Linked DNA regions of Gossypium hirsutum: region 1 is linked to region 2. Evidence: chromatin contacts called from public Hi-C data. All regions are on one chromosome and are shown on one strand. Each heading gives the region's core, a stretch centred on a gene start, on an enhancer-like site or on the middle of the called end of the contact. The rest is flanking DNA. Distances are from core to core; before and after follow the strand shown. Region 1 holds the start of LOC107952964. Region 2 overlaps LOC107952965 (protein KINESIN LIGHT CHAIN-RELATED 1).

Region 1 (6,336 bases), core at 1,833-4,332, 33 kb before region 2:
AACAATGAACTTTTATTCTAGGCAGGCTTAAGCATTTGGTTATTCATGCATTCGTGAATCAAAAAGCAAGATACAGATTCAAAATCTGTGTGACCTTGCTTAAGTTATTAAGATAGAGGATGGACTTAGAATCCAGAGACAGTTCAATTTATAGACACTGAACAAGCTTCGCTTTTCATTGATGGATTTATCAAAGAGATATATATCGAGATACTTTGCCTCCTGACTCTTTCACCCAATATATGTACAGCAGCCCAACACATCAATTATGCATCCAAAGTACGCTACTAAGAAATAAAGACCTAAAAACAAACAATAGATACAGAAAGGTGAATAACTAGATACATACATTATACAGGGCTTAATACGTGTAAAATTAACGGGGGAAATTGTTCATATATGGAAAACAAATTTAGTCAAATTATCTGGCCATTCTTTGTTGCAAACCAAAGCAAGGGGATTAATTGATCTCTCTGATTCTCTAGAAAGGAAACATCCACCCCACAGTCCATCCCAATAGCAAACCAGCACCAACAAGACTCAGCCCCAATGCAAAAGCAACGACATACTTGGTCAAGTCTGGTCTAGGCAAGCCACGCTTCCCTCGATTACCTTTTCCAGTCTTTTGCCAGCTCTTTCGCAGTTTCCTACTGTTGTAGGACGTAGGTGGAAGAACTACAGGAAATAGAGGGGAGACTGGCTGCCCATTATCCTTGGTATGGACAAAAAGGGCTTCTAGCTGCAATATTTGGAACCACTGTTTGTAGGCAAAGAGTTGTGAGGCTTGTTTGAAGAAAAGCTTGATGACATGCTCCTTCTCTTTATAGGCTCGTTTTGCTGCTTTCTCAGCTTCCCTAGCACGGATTTGTGAGCGACGAAGTGCATCTAACAGCTGAGCTGTGGTAGGATCAGACTCCGTAACTTCCGCTATAATATCCTTTTGGATTGTTCTATCAAATACAGTTGAACAACAGAGATAAAATCAATGGTTTTTCTTTAATTATTGGTTGGCTAGAGATGCAGAACAATGCACATCTAAGAAGCCATTTTGGCTAGCCGTTCCTATTTTAGACACTCGTTTAACCTATTCATTCAAAGCATTAATCAATGAAATCAATAACACCACTACTTGAAACTATTATTAAAAAAATACCTGAATGGTGTGTTGGAAGCACACTGCATCTTTCTTCCAAGAGTTCTTACAGAATCAGGAGAGCCCTGCGCATTTAGGATTGGACCAAGCATAGGGCCTGCTTCAGACTTCCGACCCAAAGAAGACACTTCATTACCGCCATAAGAACCGGAAGATGCACACGAGTACCTTCTTACATGCATCTTCTGAGGTGGGGGAAGATCACAATTCTCAATGAAATCCAACGACTTCTGTGCAACCAAAGAGGCAAGCTCATCTTTATCTGTTGTGCGCCACCATGGCTCAGCCTTCCCATCCCCAGCCCAAGGAGACTCTGGATCGTAACAGCAGTCATTGATTTTTTTGGAAACATGGCATTCAACAGATTCCATCTCCAAAAGTTCATAGTTTCGCACCGTCTCAGTTGAATCAAGAGAACCTCCATTGTTCTTTTTTCTGTCAACACCAGAAGCATCTTGTGCATCATGCGGGTGAACTCTACTTACATTGGAGGGAGACTTTATTTCAGCTTTCAAACTTTCCACTTCATCCTCCAAGGCATATAACTGCTCATTTGTTAAACCCTTTTGGGGTCCATAGCTAGGCTGCAACTGAAGCCACCACCTCATATCAAGCGGTAGATTGGAATAGGAAGGGTTCCTGTTGAGAGCATTGAGATCAACCGCAGGGTGATCACGAGCATCTGCTACACCAGTGGGGCTAGAATCAGCCTGTTTACAATGAGATGATGATTGGCAGCAAGCTAACTTGGGAGCTCTTTTGGCATCTTCTTGGACAAAGCAACGATTCGCTGTTCTTTGCCAGACAGCCCTTGCTTCAGCTGCTGCCATTACACTCCTTGTCGACACATGTAGCTGCCAAAAATAATTTGTTGCAAATGAGATTATTACTCTAGCTAATTAAGTAAGATAAACTTCAAATCCTCATTCTTCACTAAATCAGTAAAACTACCAGCCAACCAGACATGGTTAAGACAAATTTTATAAGTTGCCACAGCAGTCAAAACCAAGCAGTAACCATATTGGAAATCGTAGGTTCCAACAATGATTACTTAAGAAATACAATCAGATAATACATGTCCTTACCCCTGTATGAAGTACAAAAAAGTTCAACCATCATGCATGCTTAGCAAACCTTAAGTTCATTGCCTTAAATCAAAATTTAAAAGAGCATTTTATTTCAAATGTACTTTATGACTTCACCATACACCATGCTTCTCAAGCCAAAAATAGAAAATGGAAGTGGCAGATTTATAAATAAGTCAATACAACAACTTATAAAACACAAGAACCATACATTTGCAAATGCAGCCAATACAAACTTGTGATGAAAGGGTTTATTTGAGGCGTAGTACTTAATAAGACTTGAAAACCTAATTTGACTTGAAAACCTAATTTCACCCACTGTCATTCATTTCAAGTAAAGTTCAGATACTTCCTCAAGATATGACCTTCATTAGATCATCAAATCAGGTAAACAAAAGAAAGCAGTTGAATTCAGGCCACATAAAAAATTACAATCTAAATCGTATTCACTAATAAACTCGATGTATAGAAACTGAGTCATTGAACAACGAGATATTCAGAGAAGTGTAGACAGAAAAGGCAATGAAACGGTGTATGCAACAAGGTCAACTAATCTAAACATAATTCAACAAATTAAACATACCCGATGATAAACAGAGAGAGAAGAGAAGAGAAAAATAGAATAAGGAGAAAGAGCACAAACCCAGAAAGATAAAGGATTGAAAGGAGATGAGCAAGTGGTAATTGCATAGATGATAGATCTAATTCTAATCTAACACATAATACAAGCAGAATTACAAGAAATCGTTTTAAATGTCAATGGATAAGAGCAGAAGAATGAGACTAATGTCCAAAACTTTTATTTATTTATTTATTATATTAGTTCTTGTGTCAGCCTTTCTTTGGATTTTAGTTTTTATAAAAATCTTCTTATAAAACAATAAATTTTGAAAGGGGACGGCAGCGTTTCAAACTTTGACCCAAGTTTTTATACCCTACTTTAATGATTATATGAAAGCGCTTTAGGGGCTATTGATCGATTACACGTGGCGAATGACTGGGAGATCAATGGTAGGTAGTAGGTCCGTTATCAAAGCTTCGAGGGTGATATCATATCACGATCAAATTGGAAGATTGGAGGTCTGAAAATTTTGTATTAATATGTTAGATTTATTAAAAGAAATTTAATTATTGAATTAAATAATTAAATTTCTTTATTACTATTAATCAATGACTTGGGGAAACTTCACCCACTCCCATGATGAAAAAGTAAAAGTAATAATATAATATTAAAATTCTTATTGGTCTAAAACCATGAATTTTAAATATATTTTAAATTACCCTCATTAAATTACCTTCAAATAAAAAAGGGTATGTCTGTAATTTCTCTAATTAAATTAGTGACTCAATTAAATATAACATCAGTTAAAAACTTAAATAATAATATAGATATATAACAATTTAAAAAATATTTTTAAAGTCAAAATTTTATAATTTTATTAATATTTAAAAGATAAACTATAATTTTAATATTTTTTTATTATGTAAAAATCCTTTCCAGCCACCACTCATACATACAGTGAAAACTTGTATACCTAAAAAAATCAGCTACAATTGCAATAATAGCAATAATGGTTTAGGTATGAAGGGCAGGGGAAAGCATTAAGAATCCTGGGGGTGCCCATTGGTTTTGTGATATTTTGCGGTTTCATTTAATCATTACCCTTCTCTTTTCTTTGTGTTATCAATTTTTGTGTCTACCTCTCAAGTAGCTAATTTAAGTTCTGACACCTGTTTACTTATACCATCATTTTTTTTCTCATAATATTTTATGTATATTTTTACTTTTTGAGAATTCAATTTTTTTTTTATTTTCAAATTTATAAATCTAACTCTAATTATTAATATCATTAAATTTGTTAAAGTGGCATTTTGATTTTTTTTAAATATTCACATAACAAAAAATTATGTCAAAAAGTTAAAATATAAAGATTATATCTTAAATTTACACATAATATAGAAACTAAATTTGAAACTTGACTATTGTTATATAATCTATAGGAAAAACACGACATCATGTCATTTTACCACGTTTATAGCCAGTGACAGAGCCAGGATGTTAATATTGGGGGACTAAGCTAAAATTAGACATGCTATGTAAAAATCGATTCAAAAGAAGCAATATTCTAACAATTAAAAAGAAATAATATATCATTACTTAAAATTATGCACGAAGTTCTTTCAAGGAAATAAAACTACTAAATATAGAGTTTGAATCAAAAGTTTCAGCAATCTCTCTCACAATATAAACAACAAGATTATCTGTAAGAAACTCATATTCTATTTTGTTGCGAAGCCTTGTTTTGACAATTTTCATTGCCAAAAATGCTTTTTTTGAAGTTGCAGTTGAAACAGGAAGAGTCAACAAAAGACGAATTAATCTATCAACAAGAAAATATACCTTTGACATCCGTGTCTCGGCTAATTCTTGACAAAGATCAGAGATTGTGGATAGACAATTTTAGATGATTTGGAACATTTTGCTTATAATGCTGCAACTGATACTTCAAGATTACTTTCTCTTGCTCAATGAAATCAAGAGGATAATATTTTTCCACAATACAACAAATATCATCCACATTTAATGATTTATAAGCATCATTAGGATCCAAAGTGAAGTTAAGGGTAAGAAGATCAATTGCCCATTTATTAAATCTACTATTTAGGTCAAGACTTGAGATTCTATAGCAGCATTGAATATTTCAACCTGATAATGGTGCTCCATATTGAAATCAACATGTTGGTGACGACCACGTTTTACCACATAAGGAGAATCCATATCAAGAACTTCAATATTGTGCTTTTCACAAAATACTTTCACAACTTCCAACAAATTGTCCCAACCATCTCTAATAGGCAAATTTTGGCCTAGGCCCCCAAAAATTAATAACTGAAGCCAAATGATGCAATCGGTCGAAAACAAGTTAAAAAAGCCCCAAATTGAAAGACAATCATTAAATTATGGCAAAATCAAAAAGATGGAGAAAGCCAAGGAGTTATCAAAATTTGTTGACTTGGTAAAAAGCTAAAAATAGGAAGATATGATTTTTATTTTATTTTATTTTATTGTTAAATTATTTAGGCTATTTTTAGTAAACTCCATGTATATAAATAGAGGTGTTTTGTTCTTTGAAAGGGAACTTCCTACTTCAATTTGGAATTGGATTATTCTCTCTTTTCTTATTTCCATTGGAATTGAATTATTTTCTTTTCTCTTTCAATTACGTAGGAATTTTGTCCATTTCATTTCAATTTCTTTGTTTTTTCTAAATTCGTTCGATTGCTTTTAGCCTTTCTTTTTTTTTTATTTGTTTTGCAATTAAGTTTTCGTTATTCTTGATTTTGGCCCTAAAATTTGTTTTGACTACATTTTGGTCTTCCTTGAAGCTGTGTGTTTTGGAGGGTGGGGATTATTTCCCTTTTGGTCCCTCCTTGTTATTTGCACGTTCAAATTGGTCCATTTTCTTTTATTTATTTCTGATTTGCTCCAGAATTTTGCTTTAAAATTCGATTTAATCCTTTTTTATTTTCGCTATTTTATTATCAAATTAACTAATTTCATATATTATTGCTATTATTTTTATGTTTCTATTTATATTTATTTTGTTATTCTAATACTATTATTATTTATCTAATTTTATTTATCTATTTATATTTCTACTATTATTATATTTCTATTTATTATATTTTTATTTCTATTTATATACTAATATTATTTTCATTATTATTTTTTATATATATGTTTTTCACTCTTGTTATTAACATTCTATTTATTTATCTATTTTTTTACTTTTTTTGTTATTATCTATTTTAACTTTTTATATAACGCTCATTTCAAATTTTTATACATTATTTACTTTGATATTTTCATATATTATATATTTCAAACTCTTTTTTACACATTATATATTTTGAATTGTTTATATATTATTTTTAAAGAGTTTTATATATTATTTTATCTTGAATAGATACTAATTTTTTTTAACATTATTTTATAGATCATTTTTATAATCATCCTCATTTTAAAAAACTCTCAAAATAAAGAAAAATTTCGTGTTTGGAAATTCGAGAAATCGTGCCCTACCGTGCTGAGTTTCG
Region 2 (6,354 bases), core at 1,990-4,489:
TTTGAAAATCATAAAACATTGGATAAAAATAATTATGGGCTTAAATTTATATTTTTAGAATCCTTAATGAGTCTATTTTCAATAGAAACAAATGAGGACATCATTCGAATCCTGTACAAGAAGATAATTAATTTTTAGTGAAGAAGGGTCGGAACTGTCAGACAGCAGAACAGGGGAGACTTCAATGAATAAACTGTATTAATTGGCCCAACCAAAAATTATGAAATTTTTATGGTAAGAAGGTATATGAGTCTAGTTTCAGAGAAAATTAGCGGATCTTAATTTGGAGTCCTGTAGCTCAAGATAAAAATAATCTAGTGACTATGACACAGATGGATAGATTGAATATTCACATAAGTAGATAATGAAAATTATGGATAATGTTACTTACAAGTGTGTTGTTTATACTAAGGATGTGGATGGAGAGGATGAGGAGGAAAAATATACATATATATGAATGACTCGTGTATAAATTGGTCACATGCCCGGTTATAATCGATGAGTGTTGGATTAGAAATGATATAATGTTTTATTTGGAATATTTATTATGAAATTATGATTATCGTTATAATACAAAAATTGAACTTGTGAGTTTATATGGCTAAATTTTAGTGATTATTTGTTAATTTTATGAATTTTATGATGAGTTATTTCATATGTATTGATGATAAAATCGCGAATAATGTAAAAGCATGAAAATTGAATAAATGATCAAATTGAGCATTTCAGTTCAGTGACAAGATGAATTGAAGGAAAAGACCATGGTTGGACCATGGAAACAAGTGATAAGTGATAGCTTCGGCTACACTTATCTGATTAAGGACAAGTGAAAGTGATAAGTGATAGCTTCGGCTACACTTATCTGATCAATGGCAAATGACAACTGAAAAGTGGTAGCTTCAGCTACCTGATCAGTGAAAAGTGGTAGTTTCAGCTACCTAATCAGTGAAAAGTGGTAGCTTCTGCTACCTAATCAGTGAAAAGTGGTAGCTTCGGCTACCTGACCAGTAAAAAGTGGTAGCTTCGGCTACCTGATCAGTGAAAAATGGTAGCACCAGCTACCTGATCAGTGAATAGTGGTAGCTTTGGCTACAAGTGACAAGTGACAAGTGATTTCTGTATAAGACCATATCTGGGATATGGCATCGTTGTGATATATGCTACTGTATAAGACCATATCTGGGATATGACATCAGTGAGATATGTGATTACGTGTAAGACCATAGCTGGGCTATGGCATTATTATGTAAAGATGTGTAAGACCATAGTTGAACTATAGCATCGAAAAAAATGAAGTACTCAATTCCGTAAGATGTTCACTAATTTGAAGAAGTTTGGTAAGTATTACATGGAATTATGTGACATAAGGAAATACGAGTTGATGAGACATGAGCATAAAACTTGGTTGATGGATGAATTCATTTGTGATTATATATTTCTACGCCTTGAGTGTATTATCCGTATGAATTGGTACTCCAAATGAGTTAATGAGAAAACTTCTAGTATGAAATAATCTGAGTTCGAAATGAAATATCATGAAAACGTACTTGAAATACATTGGTATGTATTGTATATGCTATTTGAATTCATAAATGTGGAAAGCAAATGTATGTGGAAATATAAGATGATGATATTTGTACATGGAATTTATTGGTGAATACGTACATCAAAATTTATATGATAAATTTTAGTGAACATTGAAATTGGGCTCAATAAGTGATTTGGCAATTTAAATCATAATTAGTAGGAAGAGTTAATGAATTGCATATTTATGAATTGTTACACGTATTTGTCTGAAATACGAGGAAGTGATGGTAATTGATACATGGAAATATGAAACTATGATATATATAAAAACATGGAATATGTTTGATAAATGTGTTCATTCATAATTATAGAATTATGTACCTCATGTGTGCTATTTGCATAAAGATGATATTTTAAATACTTTAGTGAATAAAGCTTAAATATGAAATAGTATGAAATCGAAACAAATTGTTATGAAAATGTATTTAAATTATCTGTAAGTGTTTCGTGCTTCTCGGTAATGCCTCGTACTCTATTCCGGCGACAGATACGGGTAAGGGGTGTTACACTTACATTGATACCTTTTTCTTTAATCAAATTTTAATACCTGAACTATTGTTTGGTTACATATTTTGGCCAATGATACTAACATGTTAGCTACTTAAAATAGGTCATATGGCAAATGTTGACAACTTTAAAAAAATTAGAAAATTAAAATCTAAAAAAATATTGAAAATATTTAAATTTTGTAAAAAAACAAAAACATATATTAGAATTAGACCTGTTCATGGGTTAGGCTACTCGCCTAGGCCTGAAGGCTCGTCCGAAATTTGGAAAGGTTTGGACAAAAATATTAGGCCTGAAAATTAGGTTTGGGATAAAAAAAGGCTCATTTAAAATATGGGTCAGGCTCGGGTTTAAACATTCAAGGCTGGAGCCCAGCCTAACCTGACCTGTTTTTAAGTTTATGATACTTTATATTATGTAAATTAGAGCACATTAAAAAAATAAACCTATACTAAATATATAATACTACTCTAATATAAACTTTAAAATAATGTTAAGATATCCATATAAAAACTTTCAATAAATAAAAAATATATGTAAAATTTTATGAAATATTAAAATAATATAATACAAAATATTTTTTTTTAAAATATGGACGAGACTAAAATGAGATTGGATTAGTTTTTTACAGATGTGGACGGATTTTGACAAAATTTTAGACCCATATTTCGAGTCGGATCAAGCTTAGGCAAATATAAAATATATTAATATCATACTTAATCCCGACCCAACTCATCAGCACATCTAATTAGAATCTCTTAAAAGATCTACAAAAATTAAATCAAAATTAAAACTAAATAGTTTTGGAACTAAAATTTCTTAAACCAAAAAATTCAATATAATTAATTACTTCTAAATTCTATTTTTTCCCGCCATTGATGATAGCTTATAGTAATCTTCAGCCACATCAACAACCTCCTCTTTTTGATTTCAAAATCCATTGTTGCCTATTCATAGTCTAAGTCCAGCCTCAACACTGTTGTCTCTTCCAAGCCCTTTGCCAGATCTAGCTTGATGATCAAATGGTGGGGTTTTTTTTTCTTCCAATTTGTGGATTTTAATATGGGTTTTAGATCTGGGACTGGGTTGTAAGGATATTTCATCCATTGAATGAACAGTCCAGCTTGTATGGATTTCATCCAATCCCAGTCGACGATTGCAGGTAGATGGTGAGGAAAGTGACTGATTTCTTCCATCACTTTTTTACTTGCTCAGCTAAAAGAAATCTGGGTTTCATGATATTCGTAATGGGATTATGCTTTCTAATCAAGGAAGGGCATTTGGGATTTGGGTTTTATCGATTATTAAGTTAAAATTCTAGATTTTTGATGAATTTGTTTAGTTTAACACCCATTTGACAATTAAACATGAGAAATGGGAAAACAGTATTTTACTAGGAAATTTCAATCTCCATAGTTTACTGTAAAAAGCTTTGCTAGGAGATGTAATTTGAACATAAATGAGGAGTAAGTTTATAATTTGACCTTCTAATTAGTTCTGAGAAGCAACAAGCCATTTTAAAACATTGATTTGGCTCGAGAAGTTACTACTTTATCCTTACTTTTTTTTTTCCTTAGAGAAATACTCAATGGTTTTTTAAAAAAATTTAACTTTTAAGTGCCTAATATTATCGTTAAAATGGGTTTTTTAGAAAATAAAATGATTATTTTATACATGACGTTGTAAATAAAAAATATATTAAAAATTATGATATTTCAATAAAAAATTTATAAAAATAATTTATTATAACTCATGGTTTATCATTATTTAAAATTTTATAAAATTTTAGTAACCATAGTTTTGAAACACAAACTCCCACTCCCACGGCGCATAACGTTTCTTTGGATTGGAAGAATCTTGGTCGAGGTAATCCACTCATCCTGATCAATAAAACTATCGACAACTGGAAATTACAACTTATACATCCAATTCCTATCCATGTTTGATTCAACTATCAAAACGTAAACAGGAAAAAGAATATATATATATATATATATGAAATTAAGGGTCCACTAAATTGAAAGGGGAAAATATATATTTGTTCCACTATTTGATATAACATAAGTAGAGGTGCGATGCTTGCTTGCTTGGTTCAATCAAGTTCTAAAACCAAAAGTTGACCACCTCTTTGCACTCTCCTTCTTGGCACTTCTGGCATCAAGTAGTTTTTCAAGTGATTTTCCTTTTCTGTTCCGCCTCCTTCCTGCTTCTTTCAGCAGCTCTGCTAGCCTTTTCTTTTCGTCATCTACCTCCGGATTTGCTGTTCCCAGCTTTTCTTCTCTCATTTTAAGGATGTATTCCAATATCTCAATTGCATCTTCCACCCTGCGTTCAACAAATAAAACTCCATGTTCAATGTAGCAGCCACATAGACGTCATCTATTCGGAAATATCAAACACAGAGGTCCCAGTAATCTGCTTATGTAACCAGATCTTCAAAGCATATGCAGTGCGATAATAAATACAGATACCCACAATGACTTGAACAAGAACAGGGAAAGAATGCGGAATAATGCTTACCTTCCAATGGCATCATAGGTGGCAGCAAGGTTGCTATAAACTCCAAGAGTCTCTAAGTGACATGGGCCGCATTCCTGTTCCAATATCTTTCTTGCCTCTTCAAATAACTCGATGGCCTCGTCTATTCTGTAAAGTTGCACACTTGCCAGTCCCATCTGGTTCAATACGATTCCAAAGAAGGCTGATTTACTCTCCCCACTAGCACGGAGCTTTGCCACGGCATTTTCGAAAGAGATTCGAGCATCCCCATACCTCCCAACCATGTAGAACATCACGCCCATCTGTGCTTCAATTCCTGCAATCGTGCTTCGGTTGCCAGGAGTGTCCTCCAGTAACTTCACTGCTTTCTCAAGGAGCCTCAAAGCCTCTTCAATCTCATCCAAAGATTCATAGATGGCTGACACTTCAGTCAATCCACTAGCAATCCCCTCCGATGTAGTTCCAGGGACAGGCTTTGCATATATCCTCAAGGCATTCTCACAGTAGGATTTGGATTCCCTTAGCTTGCCAGTCTTGTGGTAAAGATCAGCAAGCCGAATAAAGACCGAAGCCACCGAAGGGTGGCTTTCCCCTTTCGTGGATTTAAATACCGTAAGTGCCTTCTGGTAGGCGAAGATTGCCTCGTCGAATCTGCCAAGGGACAAATAGATGTTGCCAATACTAACATCAATGGCAGCCACTTCATTTTCTTGACCATTAGCAATCATTGACATGCTGGAGAGGACGAGGTGTTCGAGGGCAGATTCATAGTCTCCCTTGGCTTCACAAACAAGAGCCATAAGCCTGCGGTCAGCTGCTTCTTCAAGGGATGCTGGTGCACTGTGCTCCTTGTGGATTTCAAGGGTCCTCTTGCAGAGATTTTCGGCCTCGTCAAGTTGCATGGCTTGAACATGGGCCTCAGCTAAATACCTGCCATTTTCAGTCACTTCATAATGTGCACCTATGCTACTTACTTTTAACACCATATTTAGGTATGACAGAGACAATGTCTAAACCTACAGGTACGGAGCAAGATACACAAACGGTCCATTAATCAGGCTAGTGAAATGATTATTTTTGGTATTAAGATATTTTGAATCAGATTTAGAAAAAGAATATATCATACATAAGTCCGATTTAATCTATAAAAACATATAATTGTAACGAATTTTGATAAATATTAATCATACAAAATATTATCTAATGTAATTTCGCAATTACACAAAACATTATACAATTAAATTAATTATTGCAATTTTAATAATTAGATAAAATTTTACCCAATTGCACAAATGATTGGTAATTAGTAATGTATAAAATATTATCCAATTACAGAAATTATTATATTACTTTGAAATCATCCCACTTTCAACCTCCAAACCAAAGACAAACATGCATAATGCAGTGACCCAGGTCCCAAGAAACCAAGAAAACTGTAAATTAGTAAATAAGGGAGGAATGGGATCAGTTACCTGCAAGTCTCAGCAACTCTAGGATCCGAATCCCCAAGAGCTTCAATCTGGATCCTCAACCCAGACTCGTAGCACCTAATGGACAGGTCCAGTCGACCCATCATTGAATACGTGTCCCCTAACTGCATGCACCCAGAAAATTTGGCCAGTGCATCATCCGTCACATCAATGGACCGCTCCAAAACCGGAACCGCTTCCTCAAACCTCCCCAAGCTACTATATATGGCCGTCACGACGTGCAAGTGTTGGGAAGAAACCGAACAATCGAAACAAAGCGAAAGCACAACCG

What was found. Hi-C and Micro-C count contacts between places; a contact is called where the count stands out from the background.
Region 1: a Hi-C map of fibers shows a contact between it and region 2, with 2.3 times the contacts expected there. The contact joins the promoter of LOC107952964 here to the enhancer-like site in region 2. A contact is called at or near these places in 5 of 34 Hi-C or Micro-C datasets (cotyledon, fibers and leaf).

What each region holds. Positions count from the first base shown.
Region 1 is chrA07:30,197,474-30,203,809 of Gossypium_hirsutum_v2.1, reverse strand. It overlaps LOC107952964, which reads right to left and starts at 3,082. Exons shown (of 3, transcript XM_016888174.2): 1 at 2,882-3,082; 2 at 1,154-2,007; 3 at 296-950. The coding sequence starts at 1,983. The coding sequence ends at 482.
Region 2 is chrA07:30,164,541-30,170,894 of Gossypium_hirsutum_v2.1, reverse strand. LOC107952965 (protein KINESIN LIGHT CHAIN-RELATED 1) reads right to left here. Exons shown (of 5, transcript XM_016888176.2): 3 at 6,066-6,354; 4 at 4,615-5,523; 5 at 3,957-4,419. The coding sequence ends at 4,191. Among protein-coding and RNA genes, the nearest start is that of LOC107952965, 9.2 kb to the right of the region's middle. Within about 2 kb of position 3,239, at least 5 of the 9 cell types and tissues checked have an H3K27ac peak or open chromatin away from gene starts, as enhancers often do. A contact at or near this core is called in cotyledon and fibers, where this site is marked.